Linked DNA regions of Sus scrofa: region 1 is linked to region 2. A link is a contact called in public Hi-C data. All regions are on one chromosome and are shown on one strand. Each heading gives the region's core, a stretch centred on a gene start, on an enhancer-like site or on the middle of the called end of the contact. The rest is flanking DNA. Distances are from core to core; before and after follow the strand shown.

Region 1 (6,302 bases), core at 493-2,992, 120 kb before region 2:
TTGCCCAAGATCATGCAACTCAGAAGCCATGGCGCTGGGGTGCTGCCCTAGATCTGTCCTTGGTCCCCAGCCCCTCTCCTCCGGGCTTTCTGTGCCCCCAAGCCAGTTCTCCATCAGCGAAGGGAGCTGCAGGTGGGGTAACAAAATTGCGCTGTAGAGGGTTAGAGGCTCAGGGTCTGGATCTGAAGGGCTGGGCTGTCGAGGGCTGAGATGCTGTGCTCAGGTAGGTCTGTCATCAACGTCCCACCATCCCACCCCGAGGGCAGCAGCAGATCCAGGGCCTTTGAAAGAAGGGGGCTGCGTCTGTGTGCCTGGACTCTTCCTCGGCGCTCCCATTCCTCCACCCCCCACGGAAGTGAGCGAGCCAGCCGCTCAGCCGCTTCAAAGCCCTGGGTGACTGCGGGTGCTCACTCCTGATGAGGGATGTTCCCCGAGAGTCCCTCTCGGCCCCTGGAGGCGTTGCCCAACCCCGTGTTTGTCAAACCATCGACGTGCTCCAGGGTTTTGAAATCAAGTTCTTAAACAGAAGGCTTTTTGTGTGTGCGGTGGTGGTGTTTTCTCTTTTTGTTTTTTCCCAAAGCGGAGGATTTCTTTGCCCTGGGGCGGGAGGAGTGCAGGACCTAGGATGGATAACGAGATTTGTCCTAACTCGGGACATAGAAACGAGACTGGAAGGTCTATCGACCTTTGGGAGTTCTCTTCCCCAAATAACTGCTTGATGGAGGAGGTGATAAAGCGTGGGGGGGGGAAGGTGAGGGACGAGGGGATGGCTGCAGGGTGAACGATGGGAGGGGTGTGGGGGGAGCAGATGATGGAATGAATAGCCTTTCAGCCCCTTGTGGAGGAAAGTTTGTGGCTTAAGGCTGTGCCAGGGTGGGGGTGCTGGGGTTAGGTGGGCAGTTTGGTGTATTGGGGGAAGTGGGGGAGCAAATATATGGATTACTAGCACTAAGAGATGGTGCTGGAGTGGGGCTTGGGGCATGGATGTGTGTTGGCTGTATTTTTTTTTTTTTTTTTTTAGGGCCACACCTGTAGCATATGGACCTTCCCAGGCTAGGGGTCAAACCAGAGCTGCAGTTACCCGCCTACACCACAGCCACAGCAACACCAGATCCTTAACCCACAGAGCGGGGTCAGGGATCAAACCCATGTCCTCATGGATCCTGGTGGGTTTGTTACCACTGAGCCACAACGGGAACTCCTGGATGTGGGTTGGTTGGAGTGTTGGATTGTGGCTTGAATAACGCATTAAGAGTAACAGAAGACTAAGGCAAAGTGGCTTAAAGAATGAGGGGACTCTTTTTCTCACAAAACAAGAAGTCTGGGAGTTCCCTTCGTGGCTCAGCGGAAACGAATCTGACTAGCATCCATGAGGATGCAGGTTCGATCCTTGGCCTTGCTCAGTGGGTTAAGGATCCGGCATTGCTGTGTGCTGTGGTGTAGGTAGCAGATATGGCTTGGATCCCCCATTGCTGTGGCTGTGGTGTAGACCAGCAGCTGTAGCTCTGATTACATGTGCTGTGGGTGTGGCCCTAAAAAGCAAAATAAAGAAAGAAAGAAAGGACACAATGAACTTCAAAACAAAACAAAACAAGAAGTCTGGAGGCAGGCAGGTCCGACTCAACAGTGTCATCCAGATCCAGGCTTTTTTTTTAATCTTTGTGCTCTGCCATCTTGGTGTGTTGACTTTCAGCCTTCTGGTTGCGAGATGGGCATCGTGCCCATCGGCCAGGCAGGAGGAAGCAGCAGGAGATGACACCAGCTGGGGCTGTTTACTTTTTATTGGGAAAGTCATAAACTTTCCCAGATGCCTCCCTGCTGCCCAGCACATTTCTGCTTATAGTTCACCCGTCACAATGGTGCCATCTGGTAACCCCTTAATTGCAAGGGAGATAGGGCAGTTGAATATTTGGTTTTCCCACCTTTCTGCCAAAGGAGGACCTGGGCAAAGGAGGTGGGGGTGAATCCACCAGACTCTAGGGCTGCCCCAAATGAGAGACTGAAGTGCACGTGGGTGGGTTGCAGGGTCGGTGAGAAGGTCGTTGGGAAGCTGGTCCAGCAGAAAGGACACGGCCATTTGATTCAAGCAGCATGCGGTCTGGCTCTGCAGGCCATGCCGTTCTTGGCAAGCTGCTTACTTCCCTAAGCTTCGGTTTTCATGTGTGTCCGCTGCTTCCTTGAGGGACACATGCACTGCTGGGTGAAAACGCCCAGCCCAGGACCCATGGCTTAGTCGGTGCCCAGCCAAGGGGATTTTTGTTATTACTGTGAATGCGTGTGGGGAGCCAGGCGGGGAGGGATGTTCAGAGTCTGCTCTCCCAGCCCTGTCTGATCCCAAACTTGCTCTAGTATAACCTTCACGTCTCAGGTCCCTCCGTCTTGGCAGAGCTTCTCAAAAGAGCTTGTGGGGAAGAGGGTGGCATGCAGCCCCTCCAGGGAGAGGTCCATGGAGGAGGCAGCCAGAAGGATGGGGGTGTGGGAGTAGGGGGCTGGACAGACCCTTCCTTAAGGAGTGGGTGTGAGGCAGGATGTCTAGCACTTTCCTCTTGCTTCCAGCCAAGAACCCTAGAAGGTGAATGTTATCAGCTTCGTTCTCCACACCAGGAGGCTGAGGCTCAGAGAGGGGAAGTGCGGTGTCCGGGATGCTCCAGTGTTGGGCTGTATGTGGGGCATCCTGCGGGGTGGAGGTGAGGTGGGATTCAGCCGGGGCTGAGGCCTCCTGGTGTGGGTGGGTGTGGGAGCCTCTGAGTGTGAGAAGGCGGCCTCCCAGCTTCCCAGCAGCAGGACAGGAAGAGACTGAAGGGCACTGCGGTGATGAAACCTTTGTGACTCATTTCTACCTGGCTCACTGGCTTTTCCACCTGAGCGCCCTGGAGGCCAAGCAGCTCTGCCAATGGGGGAGGGGGAGGGGCTCATACTGACTTTCTAAGGCCTCCCCTCCGACTGTGCTGGTAGCTTTGGGGGCTTTTGTCCTTGGGCCTTTGCCTGTGTCCTTCCAGCTCTCAGCTAGCCTTCCCTTCTGCCCACTGATGACTGCTTTCACATATGTGGCCCAAATCTTGCCTCCTCCAGGAAGCCTTCTCTGATTGCCCCCACCCATCACACACACCTGCTGCCCAACAGCATTGAAAAGGCACTTACCTTCCGCAGGTGGGTCTAGCTTCACCTAATATGAAAGTACAGATGCTCAGAGCCGATAAATTAGGGGGCATATCTTCATTTTACAAAAGATCCAGTACTTCCCTTTGTCAAATATTAATCACACATTAGAAAATGATTTGATGTGAAGCCCCCACCATGGTGCAGTAGGTTAAGGATCCTACCACCACAGTGGCTCAGGTTGCTGTGGGTTTGATCCCTAGTCCAGCATTGTGCATCAATGGATCCTGCATTGCCACAGCTGTGGCATAAGTATGGCCATAAAATTAAAAAAGAAGAAAAAGAAAATGAGATGATGTGTGGGAAATTAGATTTATGCCCAGACCACTGTTAAGGCCTACAAGGAAGGGCATTTGTGTTCAGATTCAATCATTTACAAGTTTTATTTTATTTTTTATTTTGTATTTTTTTTGCCATTTCTAGGGCTGCTCCGCGGCATATGGAGGTTCCCAGGCTAGGGGTTGAATCGGAGCTGTAGCCACCGGCCTACACCAGAGCCACAGCAACGTGGGATCCGAGCCGCGTATGCAACCTACACCACAGCTCATGGCAATGCCAGATCCTTAACCCACTGAGCAAGGCCAGGGGTCGAACCCACAACCTCATGGTTCCTAGTCAGATTCATTAACCACTGAGCCTTGATGGGAACTCCATCACATGTTTTATTTTTTAAAAAACCAGTTGAATTCACGTCCCCTCACCCTTGCTTCTTTTGATAGGAAAAACAACATAAAAATAACACTGTAAAGAATTCCTTTTTTGGAAAAAAGAGAAAAAAACCTTTCCACTCGTAAACCCTTTTATTTTTGAACCTTCCAGACCCCGTTCACATGCATGGCGACTTAAATAGCTGCCACCTTGGAACTTTTACTTGCCTGCTGGGCTGTGAGCTTCCTGAAAGGAAGCAGAGCCCGTTTACCTGGCAGCCAGTAGAGTGCAGGCTGGCGGCAGACACTGGATATAAAAATTATTGTTACTGTCTCTTCGAGCCTGGTTGAGTCAGAATTTGAGGTCACTGCCCTCATTTGGCAAGTTGGGGCAGCCCCCTCCCTCATTTGATCCTCGGGACAATCTTGCAGGGTAGGTATTATTCCCTTCATTTTACAGAAAAGGGAAGCAAGCGACCTGCCCTCTGTTACAGAATTACAAAGTGGCCGAGCTGGGATTTGAACCTAGTACCTCTGAGTATACAGCTCATAGTTTTTTCCTTGCACTAGAGTTTTTCAACCTCAGCACTGTTCACATTTTGAGCTGATGTCCCTCATTGTGGGGGGCTGTTCTGTGCACTGTAGAACATTGAGCAGCATCCCCAGTATCCACCCACCAGATGCCAGCAGCACTGTCTGCCCGTCCCTGCAACTGTGACAACACAGCAGGTTTCCAGACTTTGGCAAACGTCCTCCAGGACCAGGAACCACTGCACTACAGTAAAGACTAGCAGACCGTGCTGCCCGTTTCTTTGATGTCCTTTGCCAGGGTGGAGGGCGGCGTATGCAGTCGGTGCCAATCCACGTGGCTGCCTGCCAGGGCCCCTTGCTTTCTGGGTTTGTGGTTGTCCAGAGGCAGGTCTAGGCTGTGTAAGAGGCTCAGAAATGAGGACTTGTGTCCAGTCTCTGGCTCAGTCCACGGGTGGTCGCAGCATCTCCTGGAACCTCTCCAAGAATTTGGGATTTGCCTGTCCCTGGCTCCACCCAGATGTGTTTGAGCGACTCACATCCATGGGGTGTGGCCTTGGCTGCTATTGGCACTCTCGAGATTAGGAGGAGTCACCCCTTCCTTACCCCTGTTCCATGGCTTAAGCTTTGGTGAGCAGAACATGGCTGGATTCCTGCCTCCATTCACCCTCTCAGATATTCTTGCAGAGTCCACAACCTGTACAACCTTTCACAGCAGTCCAGCATAGAATGTTTTTCCGACATTCTTTCTCTTCCCCCACCCCAAGAAGGCAGGACCTTGATAATGGAAGCTCATAGATGAAGCCTAAACCTGCTTGTAGACCTAAGACTTTTCCTCCCCTTGCTTTGCCCTAGACTTACGCCATTATTCACTCAACACACACATTAAGCATCTACTTTGTGCAACCACACATCTGGAAACTTGGGTTTGGAGAATCAGAAATGAGGTAGTGTGCTGTAGGGCTGTGATTCTCAAAATCTGGTTCGGGGACCCTTGCAGGGGGAGGTCAGTGAGATCCCAGGATATTCGTTACACACTTTATTTATTTTAGTCTATTTAGGGCCGTACCCTCGTCATATAGAAGTTCCCAGGCTAGGGGTTGACTCGGAGTTGTAGCCGCCGGCCTATGTGAGAGCCACAGCAATACAGGATCTGAGTTGCATCTGTGACCTACGCCACAGCTCACGGCAATGCTGGATCCTTAACCCACTGAGTGAGGCCAGGTTTTGAACCTGTGTCCTCATGGATGCTAGTCAGATTCGTTTCCGCTGAGCCATGACGAGAACTCCTCTTTATACACTTTAATCCAAACAGCTACTTGCACAGTCCTGAATGCAGAAGCAGATACGGAAACCCAGCTGCCTTCTCTTAAGCCCAATATGACATTTGCCAGATATAAAACACTGCCACCCTTTTCACTTATTTTTGTTTTATTTTGGTAAATAAGGTTCTTTTTCATGAAAAGATATTCTTTCTATGACTGTGAAATGGGTTTATTTGTAAGTGAATAAAGATTAAAATTTTTGGAGTTCCCGTCGTGGTGCAGCGGAAACAAATCTGGCTAGGAACCATGAGGTTTCAGGTTCGATCCCCGGTCTTGCTCAGTGGGTTGCCGTGAGCTGCGGGGTAGGTCGCAGATGCAACTCAGATCTGGCGTTGCTGTGGCTCTGACGTAGGCCAGCAGCTGTAGCTCCAATTAAAACACCTGGCCTGGGAAACTCCATAAGCCGCAGGTGCAGCCCTAAAAAAAAAAGAGAAGAAATTAAAATTTTAAAAATTAATTTTGAATAGTGTAAATCTCAGTAGATATAACACACAAAAATGAAAGCTTGCTGGGGGCCTCTATAATTTTTTAAGTGTGTCAGTAGCGCCAGAGACCAAAAGTTTGGGGACCGTTCATGTGACAGGCAGAGCCCTAGGCTTGGAGACCACCTAGACCGGACTTCAATACCAGCCCCATTCTTCAT
Region 2 (6,269 bases), core at 3,014-5,513:
CCATATTTGCTTGTAACCACCAAACATATTAGTGGCATGATATTTGTGGACACTCATTTGTGGACAGGTGCAGAGGAGTGAAAACCTTTGACTCACCCAATATTCCTGGTCCTGCCTGAACAGTGCTCTGCCCTCTTGTTTCAGCTCCTGTACTGTAAACAAGGGTTCTTTTGTCATCTATTTAGTGCCATCTTCCGAAAACTTCTGTTCTCCTTTTGGGTGATTTTGCTGTTTAAAATCACCCCCAAGTGTAGTCTCTTGTGCTGTCTGCTATCCTAAGCACAGAGGGCTGTGAAGGGCCTTCGGGGAAGGTACAGGTATATTAGTTAAGCTTCTTCTGGCACAGGTTTTAGTGTTGTTAACTGTGAGATCAGGGTTAATTAATCAACAATATATATTAAAGTATCTTTAAACAGAAACATGCATAAAACAAGGTTATGTATTGATGGGTTGATGAAAATATTGTGACCAGAGGCTCATAGGAACTTAACCTTCTATTTCCCCTAGGAACAGTGGTACAACACTAATTCAGTATTCATGGGAACTTTACAGAACATAACTACCATAAATAATGAGAATTCGTGTGTGTGTGTGAGATGAAGCTACTGCCACATATTTCTTTCACTCAATATCATAGGTTAATATATTAAGAAGATAATTAAGAGTTATAGCAAGAACTTAATAAAATGCAAACATCTAGTTAAATTTTGGAAGTTTTCGTACAAATCCTAATTGGTAGCAATCCTTATACAATTTAGCCATGTCCTCTTCTTTCTAGATTTGAGAAATAGGCTTCTTTCTATTCAGCCTGAACTTAAACTTAAGCTTCCATTATCCATCTCAATTCACAACATCTCACCAACTTGGTTTAGATACAAATTTACACGTAACTGGAGTTCCTGTTGTGGCGCAGTGGAAACGAACACGACTAGGAACCATGAGGTTGCAGGTTCAATCCCTGGCCTCACTCAGTGGGTTAAGGATCCGGCATTGCCGTGAGCTGTGGTGTAGGTCGCAGACTCGGCTCAGATCTGGTGTTGCTGTGGCTCTGGCGTAGGCTGGCATCTGTAGCTCCAATTGGACCCCTAGCCTGGGAACCTCCACATGCTGCAGGTGCGGCCCTAAAAGAACAAAAGACACACACAAAAAACCCCCCAAATTTACACGTGGCAGACCTTGGTTTCACAATGTAGCTAAATGCGACCTCAACATAGTTCATAGGACAATGCAAAATTAGATATTTTGATTTTGATTCTGACACCAACTGGGATGTATGTTTTTTCCCCCACATCACCAAGTAATTCTCTGGAATACCTGCTGGGTGTCCTACAATTTAACTAAATTCTGACGTTATTTCTTGCTGTTTGAAGTAGCATCAGATCTCATAAGCTAAGGGCTCAGTCCCACAAGACTGGGGTTTATTGCAAGTCCAGGTTGTTACCTGTGCTTTTGCCCAGCTGGAAATAAATGGGAGGTTCCCATGATCCCTGCCTTGGGTTCAATTACTTTGCTAGAGCAGCTCACAGAACTCAGGAAATCAATTTACTCACCAGATTACCAGTTTATTACAGACTATTAAAAGATATGAAGCAACAGCCAGATGAGGAGCTATATAAGGTGAGATCCCAAACAGCAGAGCTTCTGCACTGTGGAGTTTGGGGGCCAGCCTCTGGCACGTGGATAAACTCTTGGTTCTTGGACCCAGAAGCTTTCTAAGAGTCGGTCCTTTGGGATGTTTATGGGGATGTCAGGATGTGGCAGGATGGCTGAGTCGCTGACCTTGGGCGATGGAACTCTATCGCAAGCCCTTCTCCCCTGCCAGGAGGCTGGAGGGTGGGGCTGAAATTTCCCACCCTCGAATCAAAGCTCCCCGGGTCACAAGAGCCCACGCCCCCCTCGGGTGAAGTAATGGCTTTCCTAAAGTTACCTTGCTTAAATAACAAAAGACATCCTGATCACTCTTCTTCACCCAGGAAATTCCAAGAGGTTCAGGAATTCTAGGTAAGGAACCTTAATGAAGACCAAATATATGTCTATTTCTTCTTAATACTCACAGTCACATCTGTGCTGCTTTATTCCTGCACTTGGGAGAGTAATATTTTCATTTTTGCCTTGAGGGGAGAGAAGGTACATGGGCTTGAGGAGTGTTCCTTGGGAACGCTCATTCCTGGGCAGGGAAGCTCAGTGCACCCACAGTCCAGGCCCTTGCAGGCTCAGGCAGGAAGCCTCTCTCCTCTCTCTCTCTCTCTGTCTCTCTCTCCCTCCCTCCCTTTCCCTCTCTCTCTTTCTCTCCCCTTCTCCACCCGGCTCAGCTCCTTACTTCCCAGCCCAGCCCTCGGCCCCATCCCCGAGGCCACGTCAACCCTTTCTAACTCGTTGGAAGAGGACATGATTTCCTTGGGAACTGGGGCCCATCGCTCCTCAGCTGTCCTGGACCATGAACTCCCTTGCCTCCCCAGGGACGGGCACATGGGAAGGAGTCCTTGGGTGCTCCAGCCTCTGACTCCTCCCTGTGGGTCCTGGGGGAGCTTGTTGGCCAGCGGAGCGAGAAGAAGCACTGAGGCTGAAGGAGCAGGCTGCTGGCTGCCATCCTACATAAACACGCTCCATCACTGTAAATTATTTACGCGCCACATGGAGGCTGGACAGGCTCCTTGATGGGCACGTTAATTAGAAGCCCGAGGATTCTGTCTTGGCCCAGATTCCTGGGGGCTGAGGGGGCGAGGGGAGAGGCAGCGGGGGCCCATTTCCTTCCCCTCAGCATCCCCCTGATTGGAACCCTGCAGTGAGTCCCGTCCTCTCCGGGAACAGGCTGAACTCCAGAGCTCAGCGCTGCAGGCCTCTCTGCAGAGTCGATGCCCTGTTCCCACGTCCAGACCTCCGAGTCTTGTGTCCTCCCTCTGCGGGCCTCCTTCTGCGGGCCTCCCTCCCACCTACCGACAGTGTGGACTTGCTTCTTCCTTGTACCCCCAGCGCTGCACATCCAGCGTAGCCTCCAGTCTGATTTCAGACCCCACCTGCGTCACTTGCAGAGAGGCGGTGTGTTTCCTCAAGTAGAACTAGAGACAGTGACCGCGTCTCTGTGAGGAGGATTGAACACAGAGCCAGTTTTACCCAGCGCTTCCCATTCACAAATCCCACCGGGATTTAGTGTTATCACCATCGTCATCATTAGGACAGGACTAATTCCCTCTGTTGCAGTCACTTCCATCCTAAGCCTTGCTCTTACTAGACTCTGCCCTACTGGAGTGCAGCGGCCACTGCGCTGGGTTAAAAAACAAAATTCAGGGAGTTCCCGTCATGGCTCAGTGGGTTAAGAACCTGACTAGTATCCATGAGGATTTGGGTTCCATCCTTGGCCTTGCTCAGTGGGTTAAGGATCCGGCATTGCCGTGAGCTGCTTGAGTAGGTCACAGATGTGGCTCAGATCCCATGTTGCTGTGGCTGCGGTGTAGGCCTGCAGCTGCGGCTCCAATTTGACCCCTAGCCCAGGAACTTCCATGTGCTGCAGGTGCGACACTAAAAAGAAAGAAAAAAAAGGAACGAAAAAATGGAGTTTCTGCTGTGGTGCAGTAGGTCCTACTGCAGCAGCTTGGGTCACTGCAGAGCGGCTAGTTTGATCCCTGGGCCGGGAACTTCCATATGCCATGGGTGCAGCCATAAAAAACTAAAAACAAAACCCCCCAAACTTCAACTGAGTAAATGTGAAGATCTAATTGGCTTTATTCAACAATTCATGATCCGTCCGGAAAACTCTCCCCATCCTACAAGGTTCGATTCATGCTGACTCTCCTAGGAAGCTCATCTCATTACTCTGTTACTGCACATTGCTCCTTACTTCTCAAGCACTAGCCATAGTCCTTACGAATGAAAGAGGAATGGATATTTTTTGAATACCTACTATGTGCCAGGCACTGGACTCTTCTATTTGATAACCACTGTTTAATGTTCCCAGGGCTCCAGGGGTGTCCGTATTATTTGCCTCATTTTGAAGACTAGGCTCCAAGAAGGCAAATGCCTTTGCCCAAGGTCACTGGCCAGGAAGTGGTGGAACTGGACTTAGAATCCAGGGCCTGAAGTTTTCATGGCACCGGGGAGAGGCCAACTAGGGAAGAAAGGAAATGGAATGATTCGTTTACTGCCCCAGGCATTTTCAGCAACAAGTCAGTCATTTCCCTAATTCCCAGTCTGTTGTTGGTGCAGAGACTTGGCAGTTGGAACCAAGCTGAAAAAAAAAAACAATTCTCTTTTTAACTCAGTAGCACCACCTGCAGGATCTGAGGGAACACTGCAAAAATGATCAGGGGCTACAGGGCTCCTCTCTGGGGGAAGGGTTCCAGGAGAAGGGACCTGAGACACCATCTGATACCCTTCAATCTTAAGAAGGAGCAATTTGAGATCCAGACAGGTACTGACTCAAAGTCACAATGTTAGTGATGTCAGATCTGAAGCTGTATCTCTTCTGACTCCTGGTTTAGTACCTTCCCCCACCTTCATTCTCATTCTCTCTGTCTCTTGCTCATTCTCTGTCATTCAATAAACATTAACTGAGCACTCAATACGTCTTCAGCATATTCCTTCTTGGGGGATATGAGTACTGATAACTAAAATGTGCCATTTAGGATTAATGTTTAGTTTTTGATTAATTGCCATAACAACATAACTTTGTCATTACAACCAAGACATTACTGTGTATCAGGCAGTGGGCTAAGGTGTGATCTCAGTGGGCCCTCCCAGATGAGGAAACCTAGGCTTAGAGAGGTTTGGGAATATGGTTCAGCAGTTGTGGAGCAGGGATTCAAACTCAGATCCTTCTGACTTCGGACCCAGAGATCTTAATCACTATGTTATATCTACCCTTTAAAATATCTAAGGTTATTTCACACGGGCCGGCCGGTTAGTTCAGTTGGTTACAGCATGGTGCTAATAAAGTATCTAAGGTTATTTCAAGAACAATCCACACTCTAATTAGGATGCTGCTCCTATTTAAAGTAATTGCTTACTTCCTGTCTAAGTGGGGTGCTGACTCTCCTTTCACATTCATTGCTTCTGAAATCCCTAGGAGTTTCTAGTGAGATTCTACTCCATACTAGGCACTGTGCTGGGTGCCAGGGACGCAGAAGTCACAGGAACTCACCTAGGAGCTTGTGGCCTCCTTGTAAGTGTCAGCCTTAAATCATGGCCATCCGCAAGATGTTCTGGCAGAAGTGGGACCCAACTCAGGGGGCGCCATTCACACTACAGCTGGTGGAAATTATCCCCCCTCCAAGTGGGGGCATGGCGGGCATGGTGCTGCCCGTGTGAATGACCCGGTGGGATGTGCCAGTTGGAACAAGGGACAGGAGCATGGGTGGGGGATGGGGAAGAGTCACTTCCGACTCTGCAGGGTAGGGAAGCTTCATGAAGAGTTCTGGAGCATGACTGCTGCCAGAGCTGTACAGACTTTGATTTCCTCTTCTCTTCAGCTGGGAGGTAGGGTTAAGTTTTGAGGAACTACAGCTCTGTGTTTCGACCTGCAGAACAGAAAGTGTATTTCGGTTTCTTTTTCTGCATTCACTCCCAAATTGCATTTTGGTTTAAGTTCCCAGGAAATTTGTCCTCATTCTCATTTTGGGGTAGATGAGTAGTTCCTCTCTATGGGGATGCTTGGTTGCTAAAATTGGAGCTCACCGATGGCAAGTGGCATGTCTAAAACCAGAGATCAAGTTTGGGCCACCATGCAGCTGTTGAAGGAATTCTTGCCCCAAACCACAGGAGACTGAACCCACGGCGGCCCCAGAGAACGGAGCATTCACCCCCAGAGAACGCATCCCCTCTGCGTCTTCCCTCTCTCCTCACCTTCTAAGAGCACTTCCCATGGGTACCTGTGAGTTTTACCTCGTTGCACTTATAGTAGAAAAGTAAAAGAGGTTTTGTTTTTTTGTTTTTTTTTCATTTTTCCAAATGTAAAATGATCTCATAATAATGCCTGTACTTTGAAGATGCTGATTCAGACCCCACGGCGACAACTGCAGGCCTGAGGTGGGCCAGTGACTAGGGGAGTGCCAACAGTGCAAAGGTTTGAAGGGCAAAAACAACAACGAAACCCCCCCAAAACAAAACAAAACAAAACAAAACAAAAAACCCTGCTTCCAGCCTTCCAGGGGAGTCTGCTCTGCTGTTGGCCCTGCAGCCACAGGAGTGACCACTGTGGGAGAGTCTGGCTGTGATGAGAGAGGAGTGATGGAGGCAGGGTGGTTCCCCCCGCCAGCACCCCCTTAATGGTAAAG

The links. A called contact is a pair of places that touch in the nucleus more often than the background predicts.
Region 1: a contact with region 2 is called in a Hi-C map of liver, with 3 times the contacts expected there. The contact joins two enhancer-like sites. A contact is called at or near these places in 6 of 47 Hi-C or Micro-C datasets (blood, liver, retroperitoneal adipose tissue and 1 more) and 2 of 2 datasets of contacts at active chromatin or transcription factors (alveolar macrophages and skeletal muscle).

Annotation. Positions count from the first base shown.
Region 1 is chr4:14,236,616-14,242,917 of Sscrofa11.1, reverse strand. No RefSeq gene overlaps it. Among named protein-coding and RNA genes, the nearest start is that of TRIB1, 58 kb to the left of the region's middle. Within about 2 kb of position 1,742, at least 15 of the 83 cell types and tissues checked have an H3K27ac peak or open chromatin away from gene starts, as enhancers often do. A contact at or near this core is called in alveolar macrophages and liver, where this site is marked.
Region 2 is chr4:14,115,580-14,121,848 of Sscrofa11.1, reverse strand. No RefSeq gene overlaps it. Among named protein-coding and RNA genes, the nearest start is that of TRIB1, 180 kb to the left of the region's middle. Within about 2 kb of position 4,263, at least 27 of the 83 cell types and tissues checked have an H3K27ac peak or open chromatin away from gene starts, as enhancers often do. A contact at or near this core is called in alveolar macrophages and liver, where this site is marked.